Linked DNA regions of Macaca mulatta: region 2 is linked to region 1. Evidence: chromatin contacts called from public Hi-C data. All regions are on one chromosome and are shown on one strand. The core of a region is the stretch at or near the end of the contact, and the rest is flanking DNA. Distances in the headings are between cores, read along the strand shown.

The links. Hi-C and Micro-C count contacts between places; a contact is called where the count stands out from the background.
Region 2: a Hi-C map of blood shows a contact between it and region 1, with 2.2 times the contacts expected there. The contact joins the promoter of RAP1B here to the enhancer-like site in region 1. A contact is called at or near these places in 5 of 14 Hi-C or Micro-C datasets (CD4 T cells, blood, cortical neurons and 2 more).

Annotation. Positions count from the first base shown.
Region 1 is chr11:75,485,412-75,488,787 of T2T-MMU8v2.0, reverse strand. No RefSeq gene overlaps it. Among named protein-coding and RNA genes, the nearest start is that of MDM1, 35 kb to the right of the region's middle. Within about 2 kb of position 1,762, at least 20 of the 40 cell types and tissues checked have an H3K27ac peak or open chromatin away from gene starts, as enhancers often do. A contact at or near this core is called in CD4 T cells, blood and cortical neurons, where this site is marked.
Region 2 is chr11:75,730,452-75,733,827 of T2T-MMU8v2.0, reverse strand. RAP1B (RAP1B, member of RAS oncogene family) reads right to left here and starts at 1,719. Exons shown (of 8, transcript NM_001198678.1): 1 at 1,587-1,719.

The DNA.
Region 1 (3,376 bases), core at 513-3,012:
TATGATGCCCTGGTTTCTAGTCCCATCTCTGGTGAAAGGATGATCCATTTACTGAGATGGGAAACAATGAGATGGAAGCAGGTGTGTGTGTGTGTGAGGGGAAGGAGACAGTAATGGAAATCAAGAGTTCCATTTTGGATATAAGAAGGCCAAGTAAGAATTTCACACCTAAGCAAGGATTTCTAGTCGGGAGCTTAGGGGAAGAGGATGGGCAGGGAGATTTTATCTGGCAGATTATCGGCATAGAGAGAATGTAGAGGAGATGGTCTCAGGAGTGACATGTAGATGGCCAGGAGGTCTGAGGACGGAGACTGAGCCCTCCAATATGGATTGGTTGGGAAGAGGAGAAGGATGCAACATGGGAGAACAAAGGAGCAGCCAGTAGACTAGAAGAAAACTAGGAAAGAATGCAGTGATTGGAAGCCAAGGGCAGAGGTTAGTTCAAGAGAAAGGAAGTGCTCCTTCTCTCTTTGTACACAGAAACACTCACATGCATATATACATATGCACACACATATTTTTACATGAGACTATGTCCATTTTTATATAAGTGTAGGGCTTTTCATTTATTATGGTGACTTTTTTATGCCCTTAAAAGCCTTCCAAAAGATTATTTTGAATGGCTTTAGTCTATACTTGTAGATGTAACCTTAGAAGGAACAACCTTGTATATACATTTTACGTTTCTTTAGATTAAATTCTTGAAGTGGAATTACTGTGAATATGAAGGCTTTTGGTATCTGTTGTCAAAGTGCCTTTCAGAGAGGTTGTACCAAGGTTGTACACTCTGCCAGCAGTCAACTGAAACCAAGCATTTGGCAAGCACTATTAGCATTAAAACTATATATATGTGTGTGTGTGTATATATATACGTAATTTTTAAATATATATAAAGAGAAAACTAGATAACATCGCGCACACACACACACATATGTATGGATATATATGTGTCTATATATGCCTGTGTATGTATATGTGTATGTGCAATGCTATCTAGTTTTCTCCACTTGCATGACTTGATTACTGGAGGTTGAACAAGTTTCAACGTAAGGCTGCTTGTGTGCGGTCTGAGTGGTGAACAAGTTGATCTGGCACCTACACCCCCTTAAGTATGAAAAAAATGAGTGTAAACATCCCCCAAGTCAGTCATTCAGGGCATGAGGGCTGCGGAGGAGGAGGAAAGCTGGTTCTGAGCTAGTTTCTCAGTGGGGGTGGAGTAGATCTTTGTCAGCAGTGAAGGAGCCGGTGTGGTTCCCACAGCTTGCAGTGCCTCCTCCCTTCCCGGCCCGACTTCCTGTGGGCCCAGCCTGGGAGAGAGCGTGGTCACCAAGAGGCAAGAAGCAGCCCTTCTCAGCTGCACCAGCCCCGATGTGATAGGTGGTGAAGTCTGTGTTGCCCTGTGAACCGCAGCCCACATTGCCCAACTCGGCAACAAACACGAGCCATGGGGCCCAGGCCGACTGCCCCACATACAGTGTCCTTTGCTGCCTGGGTGGAGCCTTTTCGGTCTGAGAGGCCGGGCCTCTGCAGAGAGACCTTCGGAATCCTCCCTACGGCCTGGCGGGGCCTCTGTCCAGCTGAAGCGGAAAGACCCTGTGTGCTGTGAAACTGCAGCAGGGCAGCATCCTTCTGTTGCTCTGGGGCGTGGCAAAGGGCGATTGCACCACCTTGTTAGGCTGTGGGTGTGGAAATCGACAACACTGAGGCGATAGAAATCTTAAAAGAATGTGTGGGACATAAAGATAGGCCAAAAATGAGGATTGTGGCAATCTTGTGTGTAATATTTCTCATTTCATCACTGTACCAACTGCAATGGAACTCAAAAGAAAAAAGAAAGCACCACAACCCTTTGCTTTCTGGGTAGCACAGACACCTGTAATATTTTCTATGGTCGCCAAGGAGGAATTCCTGAGAGACTGCAATTAGCACAGGCCCAGAGTCGTCAAGTCCAAAGGAAAGGATTCTGTGAGAAGTTAAAACTGCAAGATGAAAAATGTTCAATAGAGATGGCGCTGATATTGTTTCTTCAGATGTTTTTCTTTTTGTATTTATAAAATATTTCCATTGTAAAGCATTCAATTAATGAAGAATGGTGTAAAGTAAAAGCTAGTCTTCCCTCACTCCCTCAAACCTCACTCCCACTTGCTAACAGTTTGGTGTGTGTTTTCCAGTGCTTTTATTATGCAATTATGAACATTTATATAAGAGTATAGTACATAACCCATGTATAGTCTGTTTATCATGCTGCTAGCATACAGTTAGTGTTCAATAATATATGCCCACACATATAATTTAAAAACTGAAAATGAGATTATGCTATGCAAATTCTGCAACTTGTTTTAAGTTTTATTTAAATGCAATTTCTCTTTGTCTTTTTGGCAGGTAGTTTAGTTTCATAAAGACAAAAAATCAAAAACTTTTTCCAGCCAAGGACTACCAGGTAGATGAATTCATTCGACTATTATTTGTTGCATGCCAATGATGCATCAGGTTTTGCTCAAGGAGCTGGGAATGAATGAAATAACAATCCTCACCCTCATGGAACTGACATTTTGGTGGAGGGAGGCAGGCAATAAACATGTTTAATAAGTGGATTGTCAGATGTTGATAGCAGAGCAGATAGCAGAGCATGTTGGGGATGGTTAGGGAAGGTCTCCCTGAAAAAGTGACACTTGAGCCAAGGTCTGGAGACCGAAGGGGTAATGTCACATGGCTATCTGAGGAAGGGTGTGTCAGGGAAAATGAACAGAATGTACAAGAGCCCTGAGGACGGAGGTGCCTTCCTCAGAAACAGTAAACAGGCAATGTGGCTGGGTAATGGTGAGAGAAGGGAGGACAGATGGGGTGATTGGAAAGGACCGGTGGGGCCTTGTAGGCCATTTGGAGGTCCTGGGCTTTTAGTCTGAGGGGGATAGCCTGTTCCTGGGGGCATGGAGCAGAGCAGCCTCATGATGTGATGCATGTTTTCACATGAGCACCCCAGCTGCTGTGGAGAGTAGACTCTCTCAGGCAAGGGCAGAGGTAGGGATGCCAACTGGGCGGCCATGGTGGTGATGAAGCAGAGGAGTGATGGTGAACGTTGGGCTGGGGCATTGGCAGTACAGGTGGGGACGCTGTTGGATTCTGGGTACACTCACAAGGTAGAGACAATAGGATTTGCTGATGGAACAGATGTGGGATAGGAGACAAAGTGCAAAGTCAAAGATGACTATCAGGACCTAGCAATGCATGGAATGTTCCTAATGAGAGCTTTATTCATTAGTCAATGCAAGAAATAAACAACATGAGAGTATGGATGACAAGAGACATCAGAACATGGAGATCTGGAGGGCCATTATAGACCCTCTTTTCCTCTATTTTTGCCTCCACAGTATCA
Region 2 (3,376 bases), core at 470-2,969, 250 kb before region 1:
TGCGATATGGGAAGAATATTCTTTGTAAGATGATAATTCACTATCTTTCTCCAGGTTGTCTCTTACGGATAGACTACTGTCCTAAAGGTCAGTGGACCCACTAATTGGTTATCTTATCTAGACCTCAGTTTCCTCCTCCATAAAATGACAGGGTGGGACTGGATGATCTAAATAGTCCCTTCCGGCCCTTAAAAAGTCCCATGACTCCACTATGACTCAAAAATACTATTTCAAGAGTCAGCTTTTAAGAGTAATATGGGCTTGAAGTTAAATGAATGTCTCCCTTTTCTATTTATATAAGTTACTTCTTGTTAAGATATGGTCTTGTTGAGCAAGTCCAAATAGTATTCTAATTACAAAAAAAGAGAGTTCAAAAGTAAATTTACGAGTCAGAGCTTTAAATTGTTAAGTACTCGACATATATTAGATGCCGCCAGCAAAACCAAAATCCAATTAGACGGAATTAATTTTAAAATACTAAAATCACAATCTTCATTTAGTGTCAACTTTCTACCCCGTAAAAATGTGATTTCCCGTTACTGCAACACACAACTGCTTCTATTCATACCAATCAGAAGTTACACGGCCAAAACGTTTTTCTAAACTATTAAAGAAAGTGGGAAGAGGGGGTAAAGCGAAGGGGAAGGAATCCATCTGCTTTAACTTGCAAGAATGATCTTTTCTCCAAAAGACATCAGTGTTTTTCAGAAGAAAACTCCGGAGGGCCCGGTTCATTGGGCGTAGTTTTAAATAAAATTCATGGCGCTGATAGTTTTAGGATTAGACACCCAGAGATGGCGAAAAAGAGAAGAGGACAAACTTCCTGGATTTTCTCTCCCTCTGTAAGATAAAGAGATTTCCTCTTGCTGACGAAGGGAAAGGCCCCTTTAACAGTTTTTCTCTGCACGGTGGCTGCTGCCAGACTAGGTGGGGCTCCCTCCGCTGCCTTCCTCCTGCCACTTCCCGCAACAAATGGAGCAAGCCAGCCCCGTTTCAGGCAAACTTTTTCCCTGTCAGGCTCAAGCCTGCGGGGCGCAGGGGAGTGGTTTCCCCCGAAGGCTCCTCTCCCTAGCTCGGGGCTAGGGGAAGCTGGGTCTTCGCAAAGGACAACTTTATGGTTTCCGTTCTAACTTCCACCCATACCACGGAGGGAACCCAGGCGACAAGCGAGGGGACTCGGGGCGGGGAGCGAGTCTTCGGGGGAGCCGGCGGGGAAAGGAGGGCGGCGGGAGAAGCTGCGGCGGCCGCGGGCTGAAGAGAGCGGGCGGGTGGGGGGGTCCTCGGGCTCTCACTTCCTCCGCCATATTTCAGACATTTGACCCCTTCCGCAAAGCGCGCTGTTCCCCCGCGGCGGCGGCGGCGGCTCCTCCTCGCCGGCCCGCAAGGCAGCGCGCTAGCCGGCCGGGCGCCTGGCCCTCGCGCCACCTGCCGCGCGCCAAGGGGCTGCCGCCGCCGGGGCCCCTGACCGCCGCTCCCGGCCCGCGCCTCGCCGCACCCCACCCGCTCCCCTCAGCCGGCGCCCGGCCCCCGCCCCGCGCGGCCGCCACCGCCGCTTCCCTCAGCGGCCACGCACTCACTCTGCGAACCTCTCACGCTGTCACCGGGTCCCCGCAGCCAGCGTCGCCCCGCGCTCCCTCCGGGTCGCTACTCTCGGCGCCACGGCGATCCTGCCGCTGCCGCCGCCGCTCCGGCTGGTTTACACGCCTGACTCTGGGCGAGGTTTGGCGATGTCGCCTTGACGTCAGGCGTTCAGCCTCGCTCCAGCTTCCGCCCGCGGGCGGGGCGCGCGGGTGCACGGCCCGGGAAGGGGCGGGCCCTAGGGGGCGGGGCGAGGGGGAATCGAGGGGGCCTGGCCGCCGCGCGACGGGTCCTCGGCGCCGGCCTCTCGCCGGCCTGCGGCGCAGCCGGATAGCAGGCCCTGCCCACGGGCCCCTTAGCTGCCTCTGGGCGACCTGAATGCCGAGGTTCTCTCTAGCTGCGCCGCGCCTTCAGGCTCGCTTCCCCAGGATGTCTGGTGGGCGGAATCCGCGCGTCGGTGTTCCTGACCCTGGTAGGTTCCAGTGGAACCCTCCGAAACCCAAAAAGCGCCGCCTCTTAATGCAAACTGTAGTCACCGACTCGTCCAGTCTGTTGGTATTCGCATCGTCCTTTGTGCTGGGCAGTAACCGAGAAGTAACGGAGAGCGCGCAGTTCCTACACCTAGAACTCCCCGAGGGAGCCCGAGCCAGCAAGTCTTTCCATTCTTGAGATGCCTTTTCTCCGGGATTGACAAGTATTTCATCCATTGGTGTCTTAACCCGGGCGAACTCTTTCCAAATTACCCTGCCAAACGCAGTTATCAAAACTATGATTTCCAAATAAGTTTGTACCCTGCACCTAAACCAACGCCATTTATATAACTAAAATAAATTGAGTATTTAAATGCGTGGCCTGGACGCTTTATTCACTTCACAGGATTACGCATAGGCAGGTAGGTTTATTGTGTGACTTCAGGGCACCAGAAAACACTCTCTGTTTCAAAATGCCTCCTTCCAAAAAGGGCGGGAACTTAACACGGGAACTTACCATTTTTACCCTTAGTACAAGAAACTTACCAGAACTTTTTCTTGAAGCAGTTTTGATGGACGAAGAGATTAAGAGAGCAAAGTGCAGGAAAAAGTGGGGCTTGAGGATCATTTAAGACTAATTTTGTTGGTTCATAATTTAATTAGGCCCTGTACAAATTATTCTTGAAATAAATCTTCATAAACGTTGATAAATTTGGAAGATAAATGGAATGTGACTAATTTCACTCCTTTTAAGAATATGTAGTGATTCAAAACTAAGCTAACCTGAGTTAAACGAATAGATGAGAATGAATTATAACAGTTCTCTGTGTTTTATAATGTTTTACAATTTAGGTTAATTGAATATATTACCTACTTCGATAATTTCTATTTCCTTAGGAAAATATTTTTTAAAAAATTATTTACTGTCTGCATTTATTGTGTATACAACATGATCATTTCAAGTAATGTATACATTATGGAATGGTTAAATCTAGCTAATTAACATATTACCTCACAGAGTTACTTTTTATTTATTTCTTTTTTTTTGAGAGTCTTGCTCTGTCACCCAGGCTGGAGTGTAGTGGCATTATCTTGGCTCACTGCAACTTCTGCCTCCCAGGTTCAAGCGATTCTCTTGTCTCAGCCTCCCAAGTAGCTGGGATGATGGGCGCACACCACCACGCCCAGCTACTTTTTAGTAGAGACGGGGTTTTACCGGGTTAGCCAAGATGGTCTCGATCTCCTGACTTCAGATGATGCGCTCGCCTCAGCCCCCCAAAGTGCTGGGATTACAGGTGTGACTCACCGCGCCGGCTGAGTTAGCTTTT